Regions from separate parts of the Ovis aries genome. Here region 1 is linked to region 2. Evidence: chromatin contacts called from public Hi-C data. All regions are on one chromosome and are shown on one strand. The core of a region is the stretch at or near the end of the contact, and the rest is flanking DNA. Distances in the headings are between cores, read along the strand shown.

The links. A called contact is a pair of places that touch in the nucleus more often than the background predicts.
Region 1: a Hi-C map of retroperitoneal adipose tissue shows a contact between it and region 2, with 4 times the contacts expected there. The contact joins two enhancer-like sites. A contact is called at or near these places in 14 of 16 Hi-C or Micro-C datasets (blood, hypothalamus, liver and 7 more).

What each region holds. Positions count from the first base shown.
Region 1 is chr9:89,498,088-89,501,323 of ARS-UI_Ramb_v3.0, forward strand. All of the region lies in intron 2 of ATP6V0D2 (ATPase H+ transporting V0 subunit d2), which reads right to left. Among named protein-coding and RNA genes, the nearest start is that of ATP6V0D2, 21 kb to the right of the region's middle. Within about 2 kb of position 1,339, at least 3 of the 54 cell types and tissues checked have an H3K27ac peak or open chromatin away from gene starts, as enhancers often do.
Region 2 is chr9:89,282,983-89,286,488 of ARS-UI_Ramb_v3.0, forward strand. All of the region lies in intron 2 of WWP1 (WW domain containing E3 ubiquitin protein ligase 1), which reads right to left. Among named protein-coding and RNA genes, the nearest start is that of WWP1, 20 kb to the right of the region's middle. Within about 2 kb of position 2,114, at least 3 of the 54 cell types and tissues checked have an H3K27ac peak or open chromatin away from gene starts, as enhancers often do.

The sequences.
Region 1 (3,236 bases), core at 89-2,588, 210 kb after region 2:
TACACAAAGAAGGTCTCATCAGCAGCTGGACCACGGACCTTTTTGCTTCCCATTGAACATTTCACATAGAATCTCTGGATATAAAACCTTTAAGATGGTGCAATCTGTAAGGTTTCAGAAGACCTTTTCTGGCCAAAGAGTCAAAATCACAAATACACAGTGTTGTCAACTGGATATTATTCAACCTGATACTTTTTCCTGGGAATTTGATTCTTGAAATCAGAATTTAACAAATGAAATACTTTGCAGACTTGGAGGTCAGGAAGAAACAAAACACACCTAGAATGCTCATGACCAGATGGAAGCCTAAACAGTCATTTAAAAATACTAGAAAGAAGCCTTTGGCATGAAAAAATTCTGGTAATAGATATCAAAGATTAAATTATTTTACAGGGTGATCTTAATTCTTATAAAATGTATGAGTATAAATATGTCAAATCAGTGTGAGACTAAGGATAATTTATTAATTTAATGTAACTTAAATAGGCTTCTTATTCTTTTTGATTAGAAATAAAACAAAACTCTTTATCTTATCTGCAAATGCTTTTCTCCCTTAGCTTAGGATCCCAGGAATCACTGATTGCTTTCTCCCACTCGTTGCATCATGGGTCAAGATGCTAAATTCTGTCAGGTCTACCTAGCAAATGCATCTAACCACTGTCTTCTCCTTCCTATCTCTACTATCAACATTTTCAGTGTAAACGTTTAAAGTAGCTTCCTCTATAGTTTCTCTGCTTCACGTCTCATTTCTTCAATGTGTCTTTCACAATACCAGCAGAATCCTCTTCCTAAAATATGTAGCAGATCATTCCCCCTCAGCTGAAAAGTAAAAACAAACAAGAAAAAGTAGCATCTTTGAAATGCTATTTGGAAAACCCAGTGTCACATCGGAGAAGGAAATGGCAACTCTTGCCTGGAAAATTCCATGGACGGAGGAGCCTGGTAGGCTGCAATCCATGGGGTCGCAAAGAGTCGGACATGACTGAGCGACTTCACTTTCTTTCTTTCTACAGATCCTTTTGGAGAGGGAAATGGCAGCCCACTCCAATGTTCTTGCCTGGAGAATCCCATGGATGCGGGGGCCTGGAGGGCTGCAGTCTGTGGGGTTGCAAAGAGACGGACCCGACTAAGCACCTAACACACACACATACACAATGGCACGTCTTAGGGTCTCTATTTCTTACTAACAAAAAGGACGTGGGTGTTTGAAGCATGGAGCAGTAGCACCCTTCCTGAAAAGCGTCCCTCGACGGGCTGTTGCTGATGGAGACAGGTGAAGCCCTGCGTCAGGCCAGCCTCTCGTCTCGTCCCCAGTTACGCGCCTGCTCTTGCCTGGCCTCCAGCCACGCCTGAGATGACCCATCACCCCCAGGTACACAGTCTTTCCATGTCTCACTTATGCAGTGTATTCTTTCAATCTGGCGCCCACTTGAAATACTGGTTCAAATTCTACCTTCTCTGCAAAATCTTTCAAAATCAGGATTAGTCATTTCACCCTCCAGCGTCCTCCAGTTGAATGCTCAAGTCTCTATTACAGCTGTTGTGTAATTCTGTCAGCTTTTCACCCTTCGTGGACACGTCTACCTGCTCCATTAGAATGTGAGTTCTCACTGACTCAGAATCATGTTATTTACGTTTTGACTAACAAGTGATGGGGTGACCAAGTTTGTGATCCAGTTTGTGGAGGACTCTGGTAAAGAATTTTCCTGCAATGCAGGAGACCCCAGTTCAATTTCTGGGTCGGGAAGATCTGCTGGAGAAGGGATAGGCTACCTAGTATTATTGCCTGAAGTATTCCATGGACTGTATGGTCCATGGGGTCGCAAAGAGTCGGACGCTACTGAGCAACTTTCACTTCTTCATTTTAGCACCAAAAGACCTGATTCTGAGAAAACTTGTAGGGCAAACTAAGCTGTTCAGGCCCCTAAAGTACAACACAACGCAAAACCTGTAGAGGGTTATACAGTGTCCCTGAGATAGTCAAGAACTTTTGATTAGCTTTTATAAATGAATCTCTAAAGCTTTCTTCACTGTGTGGATCTTAACCTATGACTCTTGGTTGATGTTACTGTGAAGTATTGAAGATCATATATCCTTGGTTATCCTACGTTGAGAAAATTTATTTTAAAAGATTAATGAAACTTACAGCTTAAAAAATTAAATTAGTATTTTGAATATTAAAATATTTTAATCAGAGAGCTAATTTCAAAAGATAGAAGTTGAAATGCTGCGGGGAAGTGTTGAGTAGGAGGGAAGAAAAACAAAAGAATCCAAGCCTACATTACACAGTCTCTTCATTAAAATGCTATAGCATTCACTCCTTTGTTTCCCAGCACTGTGTATAATTATAGTACACAAAACCTCCAGATCTTCCTGCGATTAGGCACTCAAAAATATCCATTCCAGATTTTCAAAGCGAGTTTCACATATATGGTAATTATATCACATGAATGTACGGTTCTTGTACATTCATATTGTATTTATCATACCACTTTAAATATAGACCATTTCTAATAGGGTTGGCTTGATCATTTTCAAAATGATACCCTGGGAATTTCCTAGTAGGGCAGGAAGTAAGCCTGTTTGATGGCAGTTCAAGGAGCTAGACAGACACTTGACTTTGCAATATGTTCTAAAAGAGAAGTAAGAAAAACAGTTTCAGAACTACTGGACACCTGTCCTGCACACATACACCTTTCGTTTTGGTAATGTATCTCCAGGCACTAAAGGAAATCAGTCCTGGGTATTCATTGGAAGGACTGATGTTGAAGCTGAAACTCCAGTCCTTTGGCCACCTGATGCGAAGAGTTGACTCATTGGAGAAGACCCTAATGCTGGGAGAGATTGAAGGTGGGAGGAGAAGGGGATGACAGAGGATGAGATGGCTGGATGGCATCACAGACTCAATGGACATGGGTTTGGGTGGACTCTGGGAGTTGATGATGGACAGGGAGGCCTGGCGTGCTGCAGTTCATGGGATCGCAAAGAGTCGAATACGACTAAGACACTGAGCTCAACTCCAGGCACTGCTGGGTGCTGGCCCGTCACATGAATGGTGGGACAAACCACAGACTGTGATTCAGAAGACCTAGGCTTTGGTGTGATTCCTTTGGTCTCCGACAAGGAGATAACACTATTCATTGTAATTAACTGTGGCCAAAGACTCAGGAATAATTGTGAAAGTGACTTCCAAGTCATAAGGTTGGGGCACCATAATGGGACATTTTCAATTAGGG
Region 2 (3,506 bases), core at 864-3,363:
CCATGAATCGCAGCACACCAGGCCTCCTTGTGTCCATCATCAACTCTCGGAGTTCACCCGAACTTATGTGCATTGAGTCGGTGATGCCATCCAGCCATCTCATCCTCTGTCGTCCCCTTCTCCTCCTGCCCCCAATCCCTCCCAGCATCAGGGTCTTTTCCAATGAGTCAGCTCTTTGGTGAGGTAGCCAAAGTACTGGAGTTTCAGCCTCAGCCTCAGTCCTTCCAGTGAACACCCAGGGCTGATCTCCTTTAGAATGGACTGGTTGGATCTCCTTGCAGTCCAAGGGACTCTCAAGAGTCTTCTCCAGCACCACAGTTCAAAAGCATGAATTCTTTGGTGCTCAGCCTTCTTCACAGTCCAACTCTCACATCCATACATGACCACAGGAAAAACCACAGCCATGACTAGACGGACCTTTGTTGGCAAGGTAATATCTCTGCTTTTTTAATATCTAGGTTGGCCATAACTTTCCTTCCAAGGAGTAAGCGTCTTTTAATTTCATGGCTGCAATCACCATCTGCAGTGATTCTGGAGCCCAAAAAAATAAAGTCTGACACTGTTTCCACATCTATTTCCCATGAAGTGATGGGACCAGATGCCAAGTCAGAGGTTAGTAAAAAACAAAACAAAACTACATTTTATAGCAAACAATATAAAACTCTCAACATCTAGTAACGTTAGAAGTTAGAAGAAACCCAACTCAGATCCTGTCAACAAGTAAACTTTCACTAACAGAAGTCCTTTAGTCTGGCTGATGTGGGTGGGAGTAGGAGGAAGAGAGTAACAACAATTGAAAATAAACTATCACTTACCAGAGGCAAGTCTGAATCTGAACTTCTGCACCCACATTTACTAAGAGACAGCATAACAATAGTTGAGAGAGTAAATTCTGCAGCCAGATTGTCTAGGTTCAAATCCTGGTTCCACTACTGGCAAGCTCCCTTACCCTACACTGCCTCAGTTTTTATATCTATAAAATAATGGTACCTACCTCATAGATTTATTAAGAGGATTAAATGAGTTAATATTGACAAATGGCTAAGAAAAGTGTCTGGCTTACAAAGGCTTAATATATATATAAACTGACATAACCTTCAACAAGTAACTTAACCTCTCTCAGCAGCAGATGTCTTAGGAGAAATTACTATTATTATATCAGGACTTTGTGAATTATAACGTGATATATAAATACTAAATTATTAAGCACATAAAACAGGAAAACATTAAATATAAAACAATGAAAAAGCATTTATAGAAAAATATAATCTTGCTTATTGCAATTCTATCAATAAATTTTTCTGAACAGTGAGTGAGGTTGCTTTTAAACTCAACTCTTTGGCATTCTGAGTCAATCACTCCATCTACCTTATTTTAAATAATTTCTGAGGGAGACTCTTATAAAAATATATTATGCAATACCCTGTCCTAGTATTGAGTCTCTGAAAATGAAGACTACCTTCCTTTCCAAAGTGACTGAGTACCTACACATCATTCACCTCCTAAATATACTCTCTCCTCCCATTTATACCCTCTTCTTTTCGGCCCTCAAATTGACCTGAGGCTTATTTAAAAAAACAGGAAGACACTAAGAAGAAAAACCAAATGCTTTGATCAAATAACCTCTTAAAGGCACAGCCAACCTTCTCACCTTCTGCTCACTTCTGCACCCGTGAAGTTTGGCTGCCGCCTCACCCTCTGCTGAAACATCTCCCTCTCCTTCCGAGACCAAACGGCCACCCCACACCCACTCTCTCCTGCAGCTCTCTGCACCGTCAGACAGAGATCCACTCAATAAACACGGACCAGGCCTCCACGCGCTCCCTAATGAAATCCTGACTCAGGCCTCTAACTTTTCCAGTAAAAGACAATCAGTTCGCCATGGGACGAAACAGAGCTGATCAGTAAACAAAGCAGGTAGCAGGTATCTGATAATCAAAGTAGGTATCAATAATCAAATCAATAATCAAAGTAGGCATCTTTTAACACTTCTGAATTAAGTCATTCAGCACATAAATCTACTAATGCATGTTTTCAGGTAGTATGTTAGACACTGGGAATACAAAACTCATCTCTGATATGCTCTTTGCCCTCCGTGAGTTTATAATTTAGCCGTAAAAACAGACAAGGCAGTTAGCAGCGTCAAGCTGACAGGGCGGTGCAGAGAATATAGCAGAAATACAGAGCAAGGGCGGGCTTCCCCAGGAGCAGCGGCTCAGTGGTTAAGAATTCGCCTGCCCACGTAGGAGACGTGGGTTCAGTCCCTGGGTTGGGGAGATCCTCTGGAGAAGGCAACGGCAACCCACTCCAGTATGCTCACCTGGGAAATCCCACGGACAGAGGAGCATGGTGGGCTACAGTCCACGCGGTCACAAAGAGTCAGACATGCCTTGGTGACTGAACAGCAGCAGCAGAGGGGCATCTAAGTCAGACTCTGTGCGACAGTGATGAGGCGCCTGGAAAGGCTTGAGAGATGGTCAACAGCGGAGATGAGCGGTGCAGGACTCCTTCGTCAGGCTGTCCATACAAGAGCAAAGAGTGCTCTCAAGCCCTTCCATACTCAGAGAAGACCACCAATATGGACAGTGAATACATCACTGATTCCGCTCAGGAAAGTTTGTGGAGAGTGAGTCTCAAGAGATGAGCCCTTAAGGGAGCGAGAAAGCAGCTGCCCCTAAAGAGTACTGAGAAAGCCACTGAGCACCAGTGCATTTTCATCAGGGAAGGACTCCCACTCTGGAAGAACTGCTCTAACAGTGTTGTGAGGGGAGCCTGACAGTGGGCTAGGCTGGAAAGGGACTAAAAACAGAGGAAGCAGCAGAGATAGTAAGTCCAGAATCTGTAATAACTGGTGGACTAATCAGATGCAGGGATAAAAGAGATTACTTTTCACCATCTCCAATATCACCTTCTTCTCCAAGCTTCATGATTTCTCACCTAGACTGCAGCACGTGGTCTCCCGGCCCCGCCTCTCGACTCCTCCTCTCACGTCTTATGCCTGCGTGCCCTCACATCCATCCCCGATCCAGGGTCAGAGCGAGCTTTCCAAAGCAGGATCATCGCAAAAGCTCTTTCAGTCTCCAAAGGTCTCTCATTCTAACTCCAAAACACCCAAACTCAAACCTGGTTCCATGTGGCCTGCTGCCCCTGCAACTCGCACCTCTCTCCTCCTCTTTGCACTTTTGTTTTCCCTGCTCCATCTGACAGTCCCTCAGCTACCTTCTCAGCCTCAGGTCTCCACTCAAATATAACCCATCCAAAAAGAATCTCGTTAGCCCAGGCACAGAAAGAGCCCCACTCCTTCAACTCTACCCCCTCGCCCTATTTTATCTTTCCTAGTAATTCTCATTTATGTTCAGTTATTCTACCCTCTTACTTCTATCTCCAACCTTGTATCTACCTCCAAGGGCAGAAATTATCTTATTCATTCCCAGAACCCAGGCTAAAGCCTGACTGAGCGAAAGCCCCCCAAAATTATTACTGACCAATTAAGACAGAGCTCAGAA